Regions from separate parts of the Macaca mulatta genome. Here region 2 is linked to region 1. A link is a contact called in public Hi-C data. All regions are on one chromosome and are shown on one strand. Each heading gives the region's core, a stretch centred on a gene start, on an enhancer-like site or on the middle of the called end of the contact. The rest is flanking DNA. Distances are from core to core; before and after follow the strand shown. Region 1 holds the start of ALKBH1 (alkB homolog 1, histone H2A dioxygenase). Region 2 has its middle 240 kb from the start of NRXN3.

Region 1 (4,765 bases), core at 416-2,915:
CACTGCACTCCAGCCTGGGACACAGAGCGAGACTCTGCCTTAAAAAAAAAAAAATAATTATTATTTCTGTGTATTCTGCTGTGTGCTTTATATGAACAGGAACTGAGGTTTTGAGAGACTCATAAATGGCAGAGTTCCATCTTTACCTGGGCTTCTGATAACTGGTACAACTCTCTGTCCCCTATTCAGTCATATGTTGCTTAATGATGGTGATATGTTCTGAGAAATGCATAATTAGGCGATTTTGTTGCTGTGTGAACATCATACTTACACAAACCTAGATGGGATAGCCTACGATATACTTGGGGTATATGGTGTAGCCTGTTCTTTTCAGAATGTGAGACTGAGGGGAGGCTTGAATCTAGGCAATTGTAACACAATGGTGAGTATTTATCTATCTAAACATAGAAAAGGTACAGTAAAAATATGGTATTATTAATATAATGGACTGCTTTTGCATGTGTGGTCCATTGTTGACCAAAATGTTGGTCATGCGGCACATGACTGTACTGTTTTGCTAGAATAATCCTCCTTTCTCTTCCTCTTCCTGATCAGTACCCAGCACTCTACCTGGCCAGCCCCTTCGCCGCTATTTTTGGAAATCCCCACAGGCTCCCTAAGGAGCAGCCTGGGTTTCTAGGGCTCTGTCTTCCACTTTGGGGGGTTACCTGGGGGGCAGCTCAGCTGGTTAGGGTTAATTGCTGCAGTTTCCCAAGGCTCTTTGGCAGCTTTCCTCTGGATTAGGGACTCTGACGTATGTGCTCTTGGTCTCCAGGCAGGGCTAATTCCGTGGATGAGGGGTGAGCGGAGGTGGAAGTCTGGCCAGATTGCCAACGAGGAGTCACAGGTGCCCTTAGTCATGGAGTTGGTGGCTGTGCTGTATTTAGGACCCACTCGCCTAGCCCTCTTCACTTGTAAGGTGGCAGCCAGATTCGGCTTCCCTTACAGCATCCTGGTGGGGCCAGGTGTGGACTGTATCCAGGGCTGAGCATGCCCTGGGCTGGACTGGGAGTAGGGAAGTGGTTGGAGCAGAAGGGGGGTAGGAGAGCCCCTCCTACCCTGGGGACTGACTCTACCTGTGCCTGCAGTCCCCACAGGGGAGAGATGCCTCCAGGCTCTCATATTCTTTGCTGCCTTCTTTCCAGCGCTGATCCAACTTCTCCCCATCCTCCTCTTGTTTACTCATGTGCATTTACTGAGCACCTCCTCTGTGCCAGGTACTGTACCAGCCCCTGGGGTCCCTGCCCCCTGGAGTGCCCTGGCTCTGCCCCTTGGAGTGCCGTTCTCCCATGCTGGCAGGGTCCAGATGAGGTCAGCTCACCCTCTACCAGCCCAGGCTGCATCACAGGCCCAAAGCTACCTGGAAGCCGTCCTGGAAGCCTTCGGCGATCTGTAGACTTGCTTCTCCTGGTCCTGAGCACCACCTTTGTTTGTTCAGGCATCTGGTTTGTCTCCCTAGACTGTCCCTGAGAAGGGTACCAGATGAGTATTCTGGGAATGGAACAGAAGGATCTGGTGGCTGTGAAGCCATGTGTAGGAGAACTGGGGGCCAGGGAGTGCGATCACCTCCTCCCAGCTGGGCCTCATCCTGCCTTCCCAGCAGCTCTCAATAAAAAATACATTTGTATTAAAAACATAATGAAGAAGAAAAAAACCCATTTCCCCCCCAATAATGCTGACATCAAAAGAAGATTTTTATCAATTATGAGAGAGAGATTTTGGCCATAAAATTGCAATTTAACTAGTGGGAGATGGATGGCAGGAAGCGTTGCTGTCAGCGCGGACGGATGGCCTGCCGTTAGTCACTGCGGGAGAGGCAAGGCAATGGTTGAGGTGGCCCTGGCTTGCGCTTCCTACTGATGGCCCATCTGGCCCGGCCTCCTCCCTGTGACCACTGCCCTCCTGCAGGCCTGTCCCCTGTCTTTGCCCTGCTCCCAGCCTGTGTCCTGCACCTCAAATCCCGGTGTCACCATGTTCTATGTCATCCTGGGTAAATTTTGTGATTTTGCTGAGACTTGGTTTCCTCATGTGTAAACAGGGATGATAAGAGAGCCTTCCCACGAACAGGGCTGCGGTGAGGATTGGATGCTATATCCCAGCCACAGTGCACCGCCTGGTGAATGGTAAATGCCAGTTCAGTGTCAGCTGTGCTTATTATGTGTAGAGTCATTGTGAGGACGAAATTTGGCAGTAAGACTGGCGCCTTCATCTTGTATCTAGCACCTTGCCTGGTGCCTCGATCTTCCTGAGGTTTAACAAATACCGACTCTGTTCACCTTCTGTTCAGTGGCAAGTGCTTTGGACAAAAGGCATCTGGGAGAATCACTCACGGGTTGTGAGGGCTTATAAATCATTTAATGCAACCCCCACATTTCACAGGTGAGGAAACTGAGGCTCAGAGAGGGGCAGTCACTTGCTCAATGACACAACTGGTTGGTGGTAGAAAGAGGACTAGAACCCAGGTCTCCTGGTTCCTGATCCGGTGCTCTTTCTCCTGGACTATTCTGTTTCAGATGGAAGCTCAGTGCCCAGAAGAGAGGGCAGCACTCAGTCGAGCAATTGGGCTGGCCTTGCTGTCAGAGCCACCCAGCGGGCCTCCGCAGCTTTCATCGGCCTTGGGACCTTGTGGTTTCCTGTGGACTTTGAGGAAGCCGTATTTTTCCTCAGTCCAGGATCCTATAGTTCTTTTGGTCCTTCTGTCAGTCTTTTGTCTTGCCAGTGGTTTGGGGTGATTATACTAATGTGTTCACCAGTTCACTCTCGGTCCACAGGCTGCACGAGGGGTGCCTCCCCTCTTTTGGGATCTAGTGCGCGGGGTCGTGCCCAAGCCCTCTGATCGGCTGGTGTGTCTGGACTGTTCCCTACCCACTTCCTGCAGATAAAAGGCCTCAGCCCACAGTGGCCCCATTCACTAACCCCGGGAAGGTTGGGGCCCACCACTTGTTGGTTTGCTCACCTAGAGAATACAGATTTGTGGAGCAACTGCTCTTCTCTTACCCATGTGCCACTGCAGCGGGGGATATACAGAATGTTAACGCCGTGCCCCTCCCTCCAAAGCCAAGCAGGCAGAACCGAGCACAGAGGGAGTAATTAGAGAACAATTAAGCCCTCAGCTGTGGGGCTGATGGATGGGAAGTTCAGGGGAAGTTCAGAGGCGGGTTCCTGGTGGTGGGGGTTTGGGCTTTGAACTGGTCCTTGAAGGATAAGTAAGATTTGAGGAGGGGAATTCTGAGGGCACACAGGGTTGGCAGTTGGTGGTGAGTGATGACCACAGGTAATTCAATGCCCAGAGAGCCGACAAGCTGGCCTGGGGTGGCAGGGAGCTTTGGTCAGATGGCGTATTGTTTTCTAGGGCTAGCCCCAAACCTGTGGCTTAAACAACAAATGTATCGTCCCACAGTTCTGGAAGCCAGAGGTCTGAGATCAAGGTATCAGCAAGGGTGGGTTCCTTCCAAGGCCGTGAGGGAGAATCTGTTCTAAGCCTCGGTTCCAGCTTCTGGGGGTTTGCTGGCAATCTCTGGTGTTCCTTGGTTTGGGGATGCACATCCCCGATCTCTGCGTTCATCTTTACATGGTATCCTCTTCATGTGGGTGTCTGGCTCTGTGTCCAAATTTCCCCTTTTTATAGGGACACAGTCATATTGGATTATGATTGTGCTACTCCAGTGTGACCTCATCTTAACTAACTATGAATATATCTGCAATGACCTCGTTTCCAAATAAGGTCACATTCTAGGCTGGGGTTAGGACTTCCACATATGAATATTTGGGGGGCACGGTTCAGCCCACAGCAGATGGGTGCATTAGGTCTTCTGTAGTAAGAATCTTAACTCCAAGTTGAACGAGCCAAGGCAAAAAAGGAGATGTGTTGCATTGTAGATAGGGTTGGGCTAGAGTTGGGCCTTGGGGCGCTGCTCTGGGACTCTTGTATCTCTCCCAGCAACTTGTCTCTGTGCATCAGCCTCATTCACAGCTGCTTCCCTCCATGACCAGCTACCATTGGCAGCTTTTACCCTCACGTCTTCTAAGCTTCACACCTAAGAGGGCCTGACCCTGCTCCCCAGTTTCAGGACTCCGACTGACTTAGCCTAAGTCAGATGTTGTACTGGCTTAAATAGTGTCTGCTCCACCCCACCCCACTTTTCTTTATAAATTACTCAGCCTCAGGTATTTCTTTATAGCAAGGTGAGAACAGACCAACACAGATGGGTAAAGGCAGACAAGATGGTAGGTATTAGTGTTGGTGGATAATAACATATGGTTGTGTTTATTTGGTACTTGTTATGTAGTGTACATTGGCTGGATGTGTTACAGATACTGTTTTGTAACCTTTACAATAACTGCAAGGCTGGTAGATTACCATTCCGGTTTTCCATTTGAGGAGGCAGAGGCCCTGAGAGGGTAACAGCCATGTTCACATAGCTAGTAAGAAGCAGAACCAGGATTTGAGCTCTGATGATGACATCTCCACTCTTCCTGCTATGCAGCTCCTAGCCCTGCAGAAGAGTTGGTTTCTGGGGGACATTAAAGAGAGCCATAGGCATCGGGTCTTGATGTGGCAAGTTTTAGGGTATCTTCTGAGGTTCCAGGTCTTAGAAGTAAAGTCAAATCGGCTAATAGTGTGTGTGTGTTCTTGTGTGTGCCCAAGACTGATAAAGAGACATTTTAGGCAAAGTGAGCTAATGGTGTAGGATGGATGGAGGGCTCCCCAGGAGGGGCCGTTTGAGGAGGCTCTTTCCGTCATCCATATCCGGCAAAGGTGAGC
Region 2 (4,921 bases), core at 404-2,903, 320 kb after region 1:
ATTAATCCATGAAGGCATGTTTGTTTGTATTCCTAAAACTGCTGGATACTGTGGAGGTGTTGAAGGTTGGAGACCCGAAGACACATAAGAAAATGAGATTGTGATCTGAAAGGTAAAACAGACTGAAAAGTAGGCTAGTAATGATGGAAGTACATGTGTCTGTCTAGTCCCAGCCTAGACGCCACTTTAGTCCACCAAGCTTGCCTTGATATCCCCCACCTCCAAATCAAAATTAATCACTTGTTTATCAACAGTCCCATAGACTTTCCTTTACATTGCTCTCATGATTATTTTCCCCTTGTTTTATAGAAACACATTTCTGTCCTCCTCCAATGCTTACTGGAGTCCTTGGGGTTCCGACCTTGATAGATTCATTTTATTTCTCATGAGCATGATGCCGGGTACATGTGCTATTAAAGTTTGCCGGGTCGGGAAAGTGCTAGGATGCTGCAAGGATGTCCAGTAAAAGTCAGAAATATAAGAACTACCATCCTTGGCCAGGAAGCAATAGAGTACTGTGGCTAAGCAGGCAGGCTCTGGAGTTGGATAGACTTGAGTTCAAATTCATTCTCAGCAGCTTCCAGCTGTGTGACCTTGGGCAACCTCTCTAAAGCATCAATTTTTAAGACTGTGAAATGGACTGCAACTGTCAAACAGCACAAACCTTGCTGGACTGAATGAGATGAACCACGTGATGGCGTATGGTAAGTGCTCGACGGCTATTAGTGGATTGGTGCTGGTCCAAGGGAAGGCATGCCAGTGCAGCCCTTAAAAAGGGAGCTGGAGAAGAAAGGAGTTTGGGGCTGCATTTTCACATGAGGTGCCAGGGCCTGATGCTGAGCAAAACCTTGGTATTAGGTGCCACCGACTGTCATCTCTCGTTTAGGTTTGACTGGGGAAACGTTTCCACAGACATGAACTAGTTTGTCAAGGCTGGCAGTGGATTTTCAAGGGTTTAGGGGTGCGGTGGAATTGTCTAGGCTCAGAGCTCGGAGTGCAAGCCACAAAACAGAGCCATCTTCCTGAGTCACCAAAACACTTGATTCGGGCCTCTGACTCTTAGCTGGCAGCCCCTTAGGATAGGATGGGCTGTGCCTGGGTCTGTCTTTGCTGCTAGGGGCTCTGAGAGAGGAAGCCCCATTTATCACTGTAATTTTTATGTTCCCAGCCCCTTGCACTATGCCTCATCCTAAGCAGGCATTCAAAGTGCTTGTTGAAGGAATAGATTTGTGTCCTAGTTACAGCCCTGACCTCCACTAGATGCTCAAGGATTGCCCTGATTTTGCAAGGAAGAGCAACTACTCAGGGAAACCGAGGCACACTTGTAGGTTAGAGTCCCTCAGTCTGCAAGGAGACACACACATCCTCAGCAGTGGGAAGTGGTTTGGTCTGCTGAAACTGTAAATGAGAATTTTGTCTTTATATTAATTCCTGCTCCAGTTCTAGGGAAGAACTCTACTCTCAGGCTGGAGTAAGAAGAGGACTGAGCTCAGACACTGCCTCTTAGTTGTGGGGGCTACAGACTGCCCCTCCCTGATGATATCTTCTCAGCTGTTTGCAAAACAGTCAGGGAGGAGGTGAAGCCCTGAGCCAGGCGGCCTGACTGTCTCTTTAAATGCTGGGGTCTGTGTGGGAGAGGGAGGGGCCGGCTCTGGAGTGCGTGAAATTCCTGGGCTCCTCCGGCAGTCTCAGGCTCAGCGCTCAGCCCTACACATCGCCTCTTGCATGCAACTCACTGAGAGGGAGAGGTAACCTGTCCTCCCCTCTCTCAGCCTCGGCATCTCCAGCCACCAAGGACCTGCGCTTCGCACCTCCAACAACCCCTCCCTTCTTCCCTGCCACTCCCTCCCAGAGAGAGAGGAAAAGGAGAGAGAAAGATTCTGGAATTTGAACCTCCCCAAAGAGGAAACAAACCCGGCAAACTCAGTTGATTAAACATCAAACAGACATACAGACAGATCCCAAATCTTCTGTTCAACTGGAAAGGTAAGGTTTGCGGGGAAAAGAAGGCAGTCAGGGTATGAAACAACTCAAGGTTCTTGTCCGTTCTGGGAAGAGGTTGCTCCTGAGAGGGTAGAAGTTTTCAGTTGGGAGCGACCAACCTAGATTTTTTTTTTTTTTTTTTTGAATGCCGTGAGCCTTGGCTGACTGTGGAAATGGCTTTTCAACTGCCTTTCTTTTCCTTCAGTTTCGCCTGGAAGTTGGGTCCTTTTCCTCCAGATGTTGGAAAAGTCAGAGAATGTTTTAGATTTTTATCTTTTTTTTTTTTTTTTTTTTTTGAGTATTTCTCCTATTTGCTTGAATTGTTAGTCTGAAATGATGTGTGCTCATCACTTCATTTTGGGCAGCTACTTTTTTTTTGACATTTTGTAACCACTTCCCCCCTCATTTATTCATTTATTTATTTGGGCTGGTTAAAATGAGAAAGAGAAGGGACACTCTGAGGATCACAAGAAAACAAAATTGAATTGAGACAGGGATTTCCCTAGCTGTTGAGGAACTGAGGTGTATGTGAGAGTGTGTGCTTTTTTTTTTGAGGGGGTGTGAGGAGGTGGTTCTAGAGTCTAAAAATTCAGGTTGGACTCCTGTCTTATGAAAGTGGGCATACTTGGAGAAGGTGAAAAGGGAGTGTGTGTGAGTGTGTGTGTGTGTGTGCGCGGGTATGTGCTCCTGTTTGGATCGGTTACAAGGGAATCTTCCTCCACTGCCTTCCATTTGTTTATATTAATGATTTAGTAGCAGGCTTGCCTGAAAACTTCCACCCTGTGTAAGCACTGTGGGTTTTGCAAGCTCTCAGTGACCTTAAAGCCTGGTTCGATGTATTGTTTTTTCCAGGCATTGTGCTGTACCCAGAGTTTCAGCTCTTTCCCTCTTTCTTTTTTAACCACAAAACTTAACTGCTTTAGAAACATCAGCCTGATGACAAGGAAAAAAATGTGTCCCCCCACCCCCCATCCCTTCTTAGGCCAGTGATGTAATACCAACCTAAGGGCTCGACTGCTTTGCAGGTGACTTACCCTGTGATTACTTGTTAAAAAAAATAAAATTTTCCCTTCCTCCATTAAATGCCTGCCTCTTTTAATTTGGATGTAGAAATATCATCATGCAATGAGAACATCATATTTTTGCTAACCATTATTGGGGTGTAGGTAAAGTAGGGTTCCTCTTTTTCTGATCTTTATTTTTAATACTTTCTTTCTAATGCGAAGGTCAGAGATCATTGAGAGCTAGCTTAGGATGGAGCAAGACAGAGTCAGGGCAAATAAGAGAGCTGGTAGGACAAGAGCTGTCTTCTCCCCGCTTCCTTCGGTTCCCGCTTTGGGGAGATAGTTTTTCTTTTACCACTACAAGCCACCCCAACATTCTTCTTTCTTTCTCTCTGCTGGGTCCTGTGGATGGCCCTGGGAGGGAGAGGGGACACTCCTTGTCACACCTGGAGGACAGTGTAGTTTTGGGGGTCAGATGACCGTTTGCCTTTGTGATGAAGGTTCCAGTGGAAATTTGAACTCCCAGCACACTGGGTGACTTGGTACCCAGGATAGTCTATCTGGGGGCACCTGGAGGTTAGTCTGGGGAGCCTGGAGAACTAGCTCTTTATTAATTTGCCGTTCTGGGTAGAGCCTTCCTTCATCGTTCAAGGGCTTCTGCGTCGCCTTTCAAGTTAAAATGGTCCCGCTGGTTATGATGGGCAAGTTTACCTAAGGGCTACTGGGTATGTGGCGGAAGGATGGAGGGGAGTGAGAGGAGGCAAGGCTGGTATTTATTTTTTAATCTTCGGGCTTAATCTGCCTAAGTCATATGGGGCAAACGATATTTCAGAAGGGTGCTGGTTGTGCAGATATTCCTATTGTTTGATTTTTTTTGTTGTTGTTGTTATTGGGGAGTGGAGTAAGGGCTCTTGGCCCATTTTCTGCAGCCTGGGGTTCATCCTGCGAGTCAGTCTTCCTTCTGGAAGAGGGGGAAAAGGCTGGACGCTGGAAGTTCGCTATTAAAGTGAGCAACAGGGCTGGGTTTATTTTTTAAAAACAACCGGACTGTGCGAATGCCCTTTTCTGGAGCTTTCCGGCCCTTTCTAGTGAAATGATAATTTTAAAAAATTGCTTCTTGAGAAGAGAAGGGGGCAGAAATTAAAGGGATTCTAGATTTTGAGAGACAACTACGTCTTTGCTTCTCTGGTAGTTCCCTATTATTAATTATTGGGGATTTGACGGGGCTCTGGCCTCCGTTTTTGTTGATTTCATTTTAGTGCTGCGTTTCTCCTGACTATGTTGATGATTTGCTGCTTATATAAGGGAAAGGATGTATTGAGGTGGACTGATGCTTGGGGTTTTGAGATCGGCTACTGAGATTGGGTGGCGGTTGGTGTGTTTGTCGATGTGCATGGTAGGAAGGTCTTTTCTTTTGGGTGGTAGGGGACGAGGGAATGGTGGGAGAACGGTAGATGAGATGCTACAGCAAACGGGGACGTGAGGGGAGACGGAGGTGAGGTCGGAAGTCACCGGTTTGCAGAATTTCTATTCTGCACCCCCCTTTCTCTCGCTCCTGGAAAAAAAAAATCCATTATCTATAAAAACACATTATTCTTCAATTGGCCTTTTAGAGAAAAAAAGAGAGAGGGAAGGGAGGGGTTAATTTGGTGAGGGGGCTTGGTTGTAATTAGCCCACTGCTGCAAAACCGAGATACAGAAATCCATCAGCACCAGCTTTGGGGGCACGGAGAGGCAGCGGAGAGATGGGGGACGGGTTGTCAGTCTTGGATGAACAGTGGAGCGGTCGGGTTGGCGTTTGGGTATTGTGTGTGTTTGTGTCTCTGTGTGTGTGTGTGAAATTTTTTCACCCCACCACCAATTTCCCCCTCCATCCTCCCCCAATTCTGCCATGATCTTGCCTTCTATTTCCACATACTGCTCTCCCCACCCTA

The links. A called contact is a pair of places that touch in the nucleus more often than the background predicts.
Region 2: a contact with region 1 is called in a Hi-C map of fetal cortex germinal zone, with 2.6 times the contacts expected there. The contact joins the enhancer-like site here to the promoter of ALKBH1 in region 1. A contact is called at or near these places in 2 of 14 Hi-C or Micro-C datasets (fetal cortex germinal zone and liver).

What each region holds. Positions count from the first base shown.
Region 1 is chr7:151,082,911-151,087,675 of T2T-MMU8v2.0, forward strand. It overlaps ALKBH1 (alkB homolog 1, histone H2A dioxygenase), which reads right to left and starts at 1,666. Exons shown (of 7, transcript XM_077941561.1): 1 at 1,663-1,666. All of the region lies in intron 4 of ADCK1 (aarF domain containing kinase 1), which reads left to right.
Region 2 is chr7:151,401,443-151,406,363 of T2T-MMU8v2.0, forward strand. No RefSeq gene overlaps it. Among named protein-coding and RNA genes, the nearest start is that of NRXN3, 240 kb to the right of the region's middle. Within about 2 kb of position 1,654, at least 14 of the 40 cell types and tissues checked have an H3K27ac peak or open chromatin away from gene starts, as enhancers often do. A contact at or near this core is called in fetal cortex germinal zone, where this site is marked.